Linked DNA regions of Sus scrofa: region 2 is linked to region 1. Evidence: chromatin contacts called from public Hi-C data. All regions are on one chromosome and are shown on one strand. The core of a region is the stretch at or near the end of the contact, and the rest is flanking DNA. Distances in the headings are between cores, read along the strand shown.

Region 1 (5,728 bases), core at 941-3,440:
TTAATTATCTTTGTATCTCAGGGTGCTTCCCTTTTATTGCAAGATTATGACACTGGCATTAATGTCTTCATATTGGAAAAGAGGGACTCATATTTTTCAGAGCAGGTAAAGCAGAGATTTTAAAATTCTGGATCAACCTGAGAACGAAAGGTGCTTAAGAAACCAGATTCTTAATGGAAGTTTATGGAGGGCCCAGATGTGCTTCTCTTTCTTTTGAGCTCGTCCTTTTTCGTTATTGTTTCAGTCCTTAAAGACATTGAGCTGCCTTCATCTTTAGGATATTTCAGCAGAAGTTTGCATAAGACCTTTTGGAACATTTGATGGCCATTTCAGATGGCACAGCCACTCCAGATCCCTTCAGGTTGCATGACAGACTTTCTGTGGCGTTATTGGGTTGCTGTTCCCCGTTGATTTTCACTGGATCATTAATCTGCTTTAGGGGAGATAATTGAGATTTCATATTTGCATTCTCCTGAAGGATATGAACCATGTATACATTTCCTAGGGTATGACATCATTCATATTAACTTTTATATTTGATTCTTCATAAATCAATCTTTCCCTCTTTATATTTATTTATGTGGCAGATATGACTCTTCTGTTTCTATTGAAATTAAAAAGTGAGACTTCTATCTGATACAACCAGCCTAACTCTTCATGAACTTTTTTTTTTTTTTTTTTTTATTACTTTTCCCAGGCTGCTGTCAGACTTCCAATTTATTGAAATCCTTTTTCACATTTCCTGAGTCAGGCAAGATCTTCTGATTCTTCAGCCAGTTCTAAATCAGCATATAAAAAGGAAAGCCAGCAGTGCCTTTCCCCTTCACATTTCCCTTTTGATGCCATTCTCATTCATAACCCACCACAAACCAAACACATAAAGACATTTAAAAAATTCTTGTTTTTCTTCCACCTTTGGATTGCAGGGCTAGATTGTAAGAGGAAGAGAACAAAAGGTTTTCGTAGGATCATGTCTTTAGTGATAGAGAATTAGAGCCATTTAAAAAAACCCAAAAAACAAAAAAACAAATTAACAAAAAATATGGCAAAATAGGAGGATGAATGCTCCAGGATTCAGGAAGTTCCAGGGAGTTTTATAGATACGAGGTTTCAGAGGAAGACCAGATACCTCTCACTTGTGGGGAAGATCAAGAGGGACAAGGGAGGAGAGAGTTACCTTGAAGAGAAAGAGAAAGGAACTAAAAAAAAAAAAAATGTTCACACGGTCCGAATAAAATGTATGTTTCCCTTCCTCCTGGGGCCTTAGAAATTAGACTCTTTTCCTATTATCGTCGTCCTGTATGGCCAACCCTGTTGGACAGCGGTGCTGTCAACCTCCGTTGATGTGGTTGCCTTCAGCGTATCGAAAAGTTCCAGCTCCATCTCTAGTTAGTTCTTCCTTTGTACTGACGCCCAAACCTCTCCCTCTGGAGACGTGCCAGTTTGCCACTAAATTTAAATAAATAAGAACATTTCTCATCAATAGGGGTGGCAAATTTAGCCCCTCTTTAGAGCACTGAGCAATTTATGACCATATGTTAAATACCATAAAACAGCTTTAAAGACTTGGTCCCTGGCCATTGCCAGATTGCTCCGTAGGAGTACGACAGCACGGCGAGGGGCTGGGAACGTTTCCTCCGGCCCTTGGAGGCCTCAGTAACTCACTGATGTCACAGCCAAAGGGGCCTGTTTTCAAACATTCCCTTTATGAAGGTGAAATACTAAAAGATTCCATTTTGGCATTTGGGTGCCAAGAAGGCACAGCTCCCTTTTGATTTTTAAGGGTCAGCATTAGTAGGGAAAGTGTTGTGTGGGAGCATGAGTGACTTGGCAGCAGTGAATCCAGAAGGCAAGTCTAGGAATAGGTAAAAGATATCCTACTCACTCTTTTTCTTGGAGCGTGAACTGGACTTTTATAAGGCATAAGCAAACCAGATATCACATGCTTCCCCATTGCTTTCTTTTTGCCAACTTTTATGGAATGAATATTAATGTTAAAAACAATTTTTAAAATTTCGCCTTATAGGGCTGCCAATTACAAGGATTTCTTTTCTTCCAGGAGTATGACTCATTATTTGGTGAACTCCAAATATTAGTTTTTCTTCTTACCATCATCACAGCCTGTGAATCATTTATGGCATTCAGTGGGCTCACGGCTGAGAAAAAAAAGGTGCGTGCCAGCAAACATGTGATGTTTGGTCAAGTAAGTGCCGTCTAGGACCTTGGGTGGACTTTTGACACGTGAGGAAAGCACATTCAAGCAGGGGGCAGTGTTGTTAAATTCGAGTTGGCACCGACAAGCTTCATGTACGATCCTTCTGACTGTTTCCCTCTGAAGGGTAACTCTAGCTACAGAGGAAGATGATGAAATTTGACTGTCAAAGGTCCAGGATTCTTAGCCTTCTCAAATGTGTAAGTGCCAGCCCAAGGGCTGATTTCCTGTCGGTTCCTGTGTGGTTTGCACTACATCCTCTTTGCAACAGATCAGTATTTTAGGTCATCTATCATAACTGCTGTCCTGTAAATTCTTGGCAATTTTGATCTCAGTTTGCAGAAGGCAGCTGGCAGACTTCTCTAGGAAGCGCAGCTGGAGAGCTCCTGTCTCCCTCTTCCTATGGCCAGGAAGTACACCATTGTTATTCATCCTTGCTGTCTTCCTTTGAAAGAACAAAAATCTTCAAACTTCGGCAAGTTCCGAAAGTGCTGGGTGCGCTTTGAAACGACCCTTGCCATTGGGTTGGTCTAGGGCAAAAACTGCAGTGATCTTTGACATGATTTATGAACCGTGGCTGGTTTTCCCCTAACACAGGTACATGCATCGGTGGAAGTTTTTCCCCTGTTGCAAAGGACATCGTGCTTAAGTCTTCAGAGTCAGGTCTCCAGGTTTCTTTCCCTTGATGGCGGGAATTTTAAATTCCTGTTACGAGCATCCATTAAGACTGTTCACCTCGGATATACCTTCAGGTTTTGCCTTGGGTTTTCACTCTTTGGAACCCAGAGATAAATCAAGCACATTTCTTCACTTTTTAAAGATAATTAGCCCTTTAGTTGTTGTAATTTGTCATCCAGAGTGGGTGAACTATGTCGTGGGATTTAGAAAAGAACGGTTTTCTTCCTTCTTTATGACTCAGAGGTCACATTTTGGCAACCTGATTGTATTCCTGTAGAATAGGAGTTACCTTTAGCCCAGTTCATGTACGAGGAAAACCTGTTGCTAAAGAGAATGCAAACCCATGTGTGAGTTCCTGCGAATGGTACCTGGGACCGTCTGTCTGGCACATCATTTCATTTCTACTTCTGACTCTTCTTCTTTGCATCTTTCTTTTTCATCCGTAGGGTTCAACATCATTAGCGTAGCTCTTGGTTTCTTTTGTGTCCTGGTTCTTAAGATGAAAAAAAAAAAAAAAAAAAAAAAAAAGCGAACTTTCTGAAGGCGGATTTTATGTCAGATTTATGGACATCAGGCCATGTCATCATGGAAACAGCCCACATCCTGGTGACCCACTAAGGACAGCATGAAGAAAGAGACTTGGATTTCAAGACAGAGGAGACCTTGTTATCCAGATTGTTTCTATGCAGTCAAATCTGTAGTCCTGGAAATAAACCTATGTTCAACCCTAGAGGCAGAGGCCCTGTGATCCCCGAGGTCTGTGTGACCCGCATAGTAGCTGATCAGGAATTGTCTGTTTATTAGATGAGCGAAACCAGAGCACTGAAAGATTATGTCTTGTATGGAAAAATCTTAATTGGAAGGATCCTAATTTTTAGTGGGACTTTCCGTGGGACAAGGAGGTGGCTAAAGATTTAGGAAAGAGCATCATGGTTCCTGCACTGAAGACAGGGAAAGAGAACTCTGGGAATTTATTAAACCTACCAGGTGGACATGCGTATTTAGAAAGAAGCAGAAAGAAGACCCACCAAAGTAGTTTAGCCAACACATAGGCTACAGCAGGACAAAGGGATTTTATTTGGTGAAGAAGGACTCTTAATTGATGAATCTCTTATTACAGCATGATGAGTACAGTACTTTGGGAAGAAAAGAACAAATGGAATCTCTCCCGAGAGTAGCAGGGCTTCTGATTCTGGGTGGGTCTGATAAGGTGATCGCAAAATGATGAGTTAGACCTGAAATATGTTGCTTGACCGTATGCCTGGAGTCTGTCATGCCTCAAGAATGAATGCTGCGCTGCTTCATGTTGAAATCAGACAATGTGGTTGCTCCTCCTGATGGAGAACAAATTGCAAAATGGTTTCTTCTCCGGTGGATTTTTTTTTTTATTATTATTATTGTTCTTCTCTTCCTGTTTCTCCTTTTTCTGTTTTTCTAAGCGTAATTTCACTAGCGTCGGGGAAGACGAGTTCCAGACAATCGCACTCAAACAGGAGCTTGTTCACCTGCTTGGCCCCCTCCTGAGGACAGGAAAGAGCCTGTGAAGCTCAGAGCCCGGCCACCCACCTGCTCTTTCGGATCACCTCCTCCTCAGCACAAATTCTGAAGCCCGAGATTTGGGGGCCTCCCTTGTTTGACCCCGTCATGGCCTTGTGGGCATTCTCTCTTCTCCTCAGCCCCCTTCTTTGCTATAAGCCAGACTGCTTGGGCAGGCAGGCTGTCCCCAACTTTCATTTTCCACTCTGTCTGCCGCTTTGCTTTGTCTTTGCGTCTCTCCTTCTTACCATTGTAGGCTCTTCATCGTTCCTTTCTTTCTGTTCATTTGCTTTCTTCCCCCTAAGTTTCACTCCCTGTTTTACTCTTGTCTCTAATTACCTTCTCAGAGTTCTTTGTTTATCGAAACCTACTGTGGACAGCCCCAAGGCAGACCCTTTAAGAGAGAATTAATTAGACTGAGCATCCTTTTAAACCCAAACAAAGTCGTCAGCGAAGTGGGAGACAGTGGTAGGCAGTCCAGAGATGGCCGCAGTCGAGTCTCTTGGCCTAGACTCTTCTGTCTGGAATGTGACCTTGCCACTTGACCTCCAAGTGTTGGAGTGAAGGTTTCTCCCCATGAATCTGTGTGGGCTTGTGGTGATTTTGACCAATGGCATACATTGCAAATACTGTGTGACCTCTGGGGCTGGGTCATAGAAGGCCATTCAGCTCTTGACTTATTGTCAGGAACACTTGTGCTTGGAGCTCTGAGTCTCTGCATGAGAAGTCTGACAGCTCTGAGGTTGCCATGCTGCCAGGTAGCCAGGCCCCATGGAGCTTCCCGTGTGTAGACACTGCACTTGGCAGATCTTGCCTTGGAGTTAGCCCAGCCCAGGCACCAGGCATGTGAGTGGAACCGTACTGGCACCTTCAAACTGGTCTCTCCACCAGCTGAATACCACTGAGTGATCTCAGACTGTTCTGCAAAGATCAAAAGAGTCACCCACCTGCACTCTACCCGTATTTCTAACCCACAGCGTCTGTGAGCAGAACAAAGTGGTGGTTGCCTTTAAACCTCTGAGGTTTGGGGTAGTTTGTTAGGTACCATTAGTAATGAGAACACAGACCCTGAAGAAGAGGAGCCAACAAGAGCCTGGGGGAGGGTAGAAGAGGTGGGACCAAGAGCAGAGACACAAAGTTTAAATCTCCAGAGGGAGGAAGAGAAGACAAAAGGCATAGAAAAAAAAAAAAAGGGTAAATTTTGAGGAGAAAGGATGGGGAGTTCATATTAAGGATCTGATATTATTAATTATGTATACATATATACATGAATATATATTTGAATATATGTTATTTATTTTC
Region 2 (5,728 bases), core at 2,012-4,511, 220 kb before region 1:
TCTTAACAGTTTCTCCAGTAGAGGCTTTAGGGTTCATTCCTCTGCATTGCCCCTTGCCCAAACTCCCCTTGCCTCAGGACTCCTCATAGACCTCCCTGCCCCTTGTGTCTGCCTTGTGGAGCTCTCGTCACACATCTGAATTACCCTAAAGTACATCACTGGGCAGAATCCTTTGCTTTGAAATCTCAGAATGTTCTCCATTATCCAAAGCATTAAGTCCAAATTCATTTGCGGCTTTAAAGTCCCTTATCATAGGGTGCCTGTTTTGTTTTGTTTCTTTCTCTCTCTTATGTTAAGGCCGCACCTGCAGCATATGGAGGTTCCCAGGCTAGGGGTCTAATTGGAGCTACAGCTGCCGGCCTACACCACAGCCACAGCAATGCCAGATCCTTAGCCCACTGAGCGAGGCCAGGGATTGAACCCACATCCTCATAGATACTAGTTCGGTTCGTTTCTGCTGAGCCACAGCAGGAACTCCAGGGCTCCTATACTTTCTCATCATCGTAACTCACTCCCATATGCCCTTGTCTTTTCCTTTCTGCACCTGACCAAGTACACCCAATACTCTAGTAATAATAGACTCTTTGACCCAAACACAACTTTTGCTTTTAATTCTTCCAATATTTGCCATCAAGACTTGCTGTACATGGCCTTGAACTTTGGTTTCCTGGGCTCTTAAATAGGGAAAATACCTCAGTATCGCTGTCGAGATTAAATAACTGAGCCATCTCTCAAATTTTAGCCACGCTGGACACAGTTGGCTCCCCCAAATGTAGTTATTATCAGCATCATTGTGATCTTGCTAACGTCTGCTAGGTAAGGTCCTGCTCATTTCTTTAAATGAGTCTCACTGTCTTGAGTCTCATTGTCTTCAGGAAGCTCTTGTTCCCCTGCTTGTTAGTAGGCTCTCTTTCCCCACTAGCCCTACAGCACTTTGATTTCTGGCCCTTGCTCGGATGGTCCCATATCCGTTAATTGTATGTATGCAGTGTGCTTGGGTCATTTATGTTTGCGAGCCTTATGAGCTGGGGACAGGAACCATCTCACTTTGTACGCTACCTGTTCCTCATTGCACCTCCCAGTTCACAAAATAGGTGCTCTGTTAACTGTTGCTTTACAGGGGTGAGGGTTGGAGGGCAAGTTCTAGTCCTGGACCTTTCTACCCTTGGGTTTTGGGGGCGGAGAAGGGACCTTTGAGCTGCTTTCATTTCCAGAATTTGTTCCAGACAAGCTGGACAGTCTAGGCGATAACCGTCTTAACAGGGTTAGTGCAGGCAGAGGCTTGGATTCCTATCCTACTTGGGGCAAAATCAAGCGAAACTACCCCTTCCCGTCAAGAAGCTCTGGATTCCAGCAGATGGTTTTAATTTGGGCTTTAAGTCCTCTGCTGGCTCTGGAAAATCTTGATCGTGAGGCTTGGCTCTGGTTTCCTCTGGCTGTCACGCACACCGCTTCAAAAGTCAGTGCAACTGTGGCAAGAAGTGACCACAAGAGGGCAGTAAAGACCCATCACTATGCAGCAATTTGCAGGTGGGGCTCAAAGCCAGTAGACGAGCGTTTCAAAGCAAAGCAAGAGTAACAATCAGATCCTGAACTCTCTCAAAATCAGGATTCTGAAAGGGTTTGGGGCAGCAAGCTGGGTCAGGTCACCAGTGTCTTCTCAGCCTGTTTCTGGTGCTTAGTTCCACCTGGAGAAAGTCTTTCTCTAGTTATAATGCAAATATTTTATGGAGGAGTTTAGGCATTGCCTATCTATTACTTACACACTGTCTTACAGAGAATTTTTCACACTTGTCTCCCCCCCCCGCGCTGTCTTTATTGAGGAACAATTGACAAAAATTGTATCTAATTTGATTGATATTTTGATATATCACTCATTTCCAAACTCTGAATTTTTATTTATCAGACTTAAAAGGTAAAAAGAGGAGACACTATCACCTCTGTTTAAGGAAACTGAGGCTCAGAAACCGGAAGAGACTTGCTCAAAGGCATGCCAAGTTCATGGTGGAACCACGATTCCAGATCCTCTGCTTATTCCTTCTAGTTTTCAGTAGTTTATGTTTGTAAGCTTTGCGAGTTTCTGGAGCAAAGACTACATCTGGTTCCTCTTTTTGTCTTGGAATGGTGCTCCCTTAATCTTGAGGGCTCTGAGTGGGTGTGCTGTATAAGGTTCTGCCCTTTAGGAGTTGGATTCCATGATCTCTCTCTTATCCCTCCTGATTCAGTAATTCTGTGATTTGGAGGCACAGCCCTAACAATGACAGTGGCAGCCCTGAGTGATCCTACTGGCAGAGCATTTCAACAAGGGCAGCCACTTGGCTACCAGCCTATAAAGATCTATCGTTAGCAATGCCGCGAGGGCGGGGGACATTTGGGCAGTTTCTCAAATTGCGCAGCCTTATGGGAATTGCCTTTAGGGGAGGAGAATGAAAAAATATCTAATTTTAGCAGTTACGTATAGGAATATATACTTACGTACACACATGTATATGTATGGTGTAGAATGTGGTGAAAAAAATTTTTTTTTTTTTTTTTTTGCCACACTTTTGGCATGTGGAAGTTCCGCTTCAGAGCCAGGGATCAAACCTGCGCCACAGCTATACCAGAGCCGCAGCAGTGACAATGCCAGATCCTTAACCCACTGAGCACCAGGGAGCTCCTTTCTTTTTTCTTTTTCTTTTTTTTTTTTTCCCCCCTGAGGTCAATTTTTAAAGTGAGTTTATTTGAAGAAGAACATGAAGCCAATAATGCACGGTGGCCTGCAACACGGTACCAAGTGTAAAGGAGGTGTACCAATGAGTGAAGTTGAAGGAACTGTGGTGAGGTGGGAAGGTGTTGTAACTAGAGTCACAAAACTAATCTGAAGTCTGGCTCTGTCACCCAAGCCATGTAACCCTGATTAAGTTGCTGACTATACACAAGTCTCAGTTTTCGCATCTGTAAAGTCAGAAAAGAATTCTTGCCCCCCTTAACACATGTGAGAATACATGAAAGCACACGGAAGCCTGGAGGACTGTGCAGGTGTCCACTGGAGCTAATACTCCCATTCCCACTTCCACCAGGGTCTTTCGGGACCTCTTCACCATCACAGAGGATGCCTCCCAACTAGGGTCTGTCTCCCAGATCCCCAGGACCAAATCCAGTTCAGTTTGTTGTCCACACCTGGGTCTGCCATTCTGCGAGGAGGAGGAGGAGGAGGGAGGGGCTGGAGAAACCCTGGAATGAGTCCGGGAACAAGTCCCAACACATCACTGTTTGCTTTGTCATCCTGGTTCAATGACCTCATACAAGGAAGGGAGGGAGCGGAGGGAGCTGTTCTCTTCCAGATACCTAAGGAGGCTTCTGACATCTACTCTTTCCCTTGTCATGAGAAGAGCAGGCGCCAGGCTGTGATTTTTAAGGTCTGAGCTAATCTTGGCAATGAAAGAGAATGGCACCTCCCACAGCTGGCCAGACGAGGCTTCTTGCGGAGCTGCCTGGAGCAAAGGGGCAGGGGGGCTGCCGTGGGTGTTGGAATCCAGGCTGTTACCCCTGCTCCCTGGAGGGGCTCCGGAATACACAGCCCTGTCCCCAAGTCCTGACCAGCCTTAGTGCTACTTGGGTGCGTGCAAGGCACTGGCATGTCTCCCGGTTGAGGATAAAGAGCCCAGGGAGGACAGCTTTGAGTTGTTCCGAATCTAGTGCCTATGGGACAGCCAACTGGGGTGGACAGTAGCTTCAGCGACCCCAGTGTCATCATCCTCACATACTCCTACATCTTCACACACAATATTCAATGAGGACTTTCTGAGCACCTACTGTGTACTAAGCCTTTTGGGGAAATGAGACAGCCAGCACCTGCACCCAAAGGCTATGTAGGATCTCAGAGTCACCTTTTTACCACTGGGATTCCTTTTGTCATCCTTACCCCAGCCCTTCTGCCATCCTTAATTAATGAATAATTAAGGTGTAAATAAATTATGTTGTCAGCCAGACAAATTGCATTTTTACGGGGGTCCTTTCCAAGTTTTTTGTAGCCAGATATTTATGTAACTGCAGATAAGTACTTCTGCTCAACAATAACTAACAGGGCTATACTGAGCTAGTATCCAGTCTGACAAAAGCAACAAAATTTAGCATTGTAGCTATCCTGATTATCCTGGTTGGGCTCTTTAAATTTTTAAAAAGTAGCCGGCAGACTCCCTGGGGAGTCCATTCAAGGTTTTAGATAGAGGTGGTGACATGACACCTGGGTTTTGAAGGACAAACAGGAGCTCACAATCAGGGAGAAAGATTACTGCAGGCAGAGGGGGCAGAAGGATCCAGGTGCTGGGCCCAGTGCCTCCATACCCGGGCTGGTCAGGTGGATCAGGCTGTGGCTTGAACTCAGAGGGTGGAAGCTGGGGTTTGGAACAGAGCTGATGAGGGTGCAGCTGAGAACCAGGAGTCTTACAGGTGAATGTTCTAGTCTGGTCACATGCTGGTTCTGGAAAGACTGAGGCAGGAAACCCCATTAAAGTCCCTTTGGTTCCTGAGGGCAGGAGGGAAAAAGATCGCAAAGGACAAGCCAAAAAGTTAGTCTCCCACCCTGGCTGCCCCGCCCTTTAGCTCCGAGAGCAAACCATTTTTTTGTGATTTTTTGGCTCATCTTGTAAATGTTCCAGAGTCAGAACAGGCTGTGCCATGGCTGAACAAACCTGTTGAACAAATAAACAAGGCAGGCTTCAGGGCTAGGAAAGCACTAGACGTGGGCCCCCATCCAACCAGGTCCATGGGTTCTGGCAAGTCTGTCCCGAGGCTCTTCCTTTGACTGTGACAGGTGGGAGTGTGGGACTTTGGGGTCCTTGTGGCTCTGTGATCTAAGCAATTTGCCCACAGAGAGGAAAACTCCAGAGCCTCCAGTTGAGCAGCCTCCTTCCTTTTCACTCCACAGTGCAGCTAAGGGCGGGGAGAGGGGAGATGTAGAGGCAAATACTGAAACCAAAGGACACCTGTTTGCTTATTCATTCATCGGACCAGTGCCCAGTCTGTGCGGGGTGCTGTGCGGCTCTTCCCTCAAGGAACGCACTAGGAGCTGTAAATGCTCTAGCTGAGGAGAGAAGGTCACATTTCTTGTATATGCCAAGTTCTCAGCCACCTCAGGACCTTTGCTCCTGCTGTTCCCACCACCTACACCGCCAATTCCTCCTGCCTTCTTGTGTTTCAAGCTCAGCTTGGATGGCATTTCCTCAGTCTGGCTTTCCCTGACCACCCTGTGAGTGGTAGGCTTGCCCATCCCTCGCCGGCTCTCCGGCCACACTCTGTCACCCTCCTAGAATCTATAACAGCTTGGAATTATGTTCTGCCCTTCATTTAGTCAGTTATCTTCCACCTTTCTGATCTGAGTATCAGCCTACCTGAGGGCAAGAATTCTGTTTGCGTTTTCCACCTCTGGACGCGTAGCAGCTCATCCTTGTAGAATACGCGAATATTTTGGCCTGTGCTGTGTTTTCACACTGACTGCCTCATTTCGTCCTCTTGGCAACCCTAACGGAGAGATGTTATTAGCATTATCTACATTTTGGAGTGAAGAGACAGACATCCAGGGATGGTAAGTATCTGGCAGTTGGCAGGGCAGGGTTTGAACCTCATCTTCAAGTCAGGACTCTCTGTGCTTCACGCTACAGGCCAAATGCCGAGAGGCTCTGTGCCTGGCTCCAACTGGCTCTAACTAACCCTGGCTCAGGCTTTTTCTTCTTTTTTTCCTTTT

The links. A called contact is a pair of places that touch in the nucleus more often than the background predicts.
Region 2: a Hi-C map of embryonic fibroblasts shows a contact between it and region 1, with 3 times the contacts expected there. A contact is called at or near these places in 10 of 47 Hi-C or Micro-C datasets (embryonic fibroblasts, fibroblasts, heart right ventricle and 5 more).

The regions. Positions count from the first base shown.
Region 1 is chr3:111,268,538-111,274,265 of Sscrofa11.1, reverse strand. All of the region lies in intron 3 of BABAM2 (BRCA1-A complex subunit BRE), which reads left to right. Among named protein-coding and RNA genes, the nearest start is that of BABAM2, 57 kb to the left of the region's middle.
Region 2 is chr3:111,493,489-111,499,216 of Sscrofa11.1, reverse strand. No RefSeq gene overlaps it. Among named protein-coding and RNA genes, the nearest start is that of SUPT7L, 35 kb to the left of the region's middle.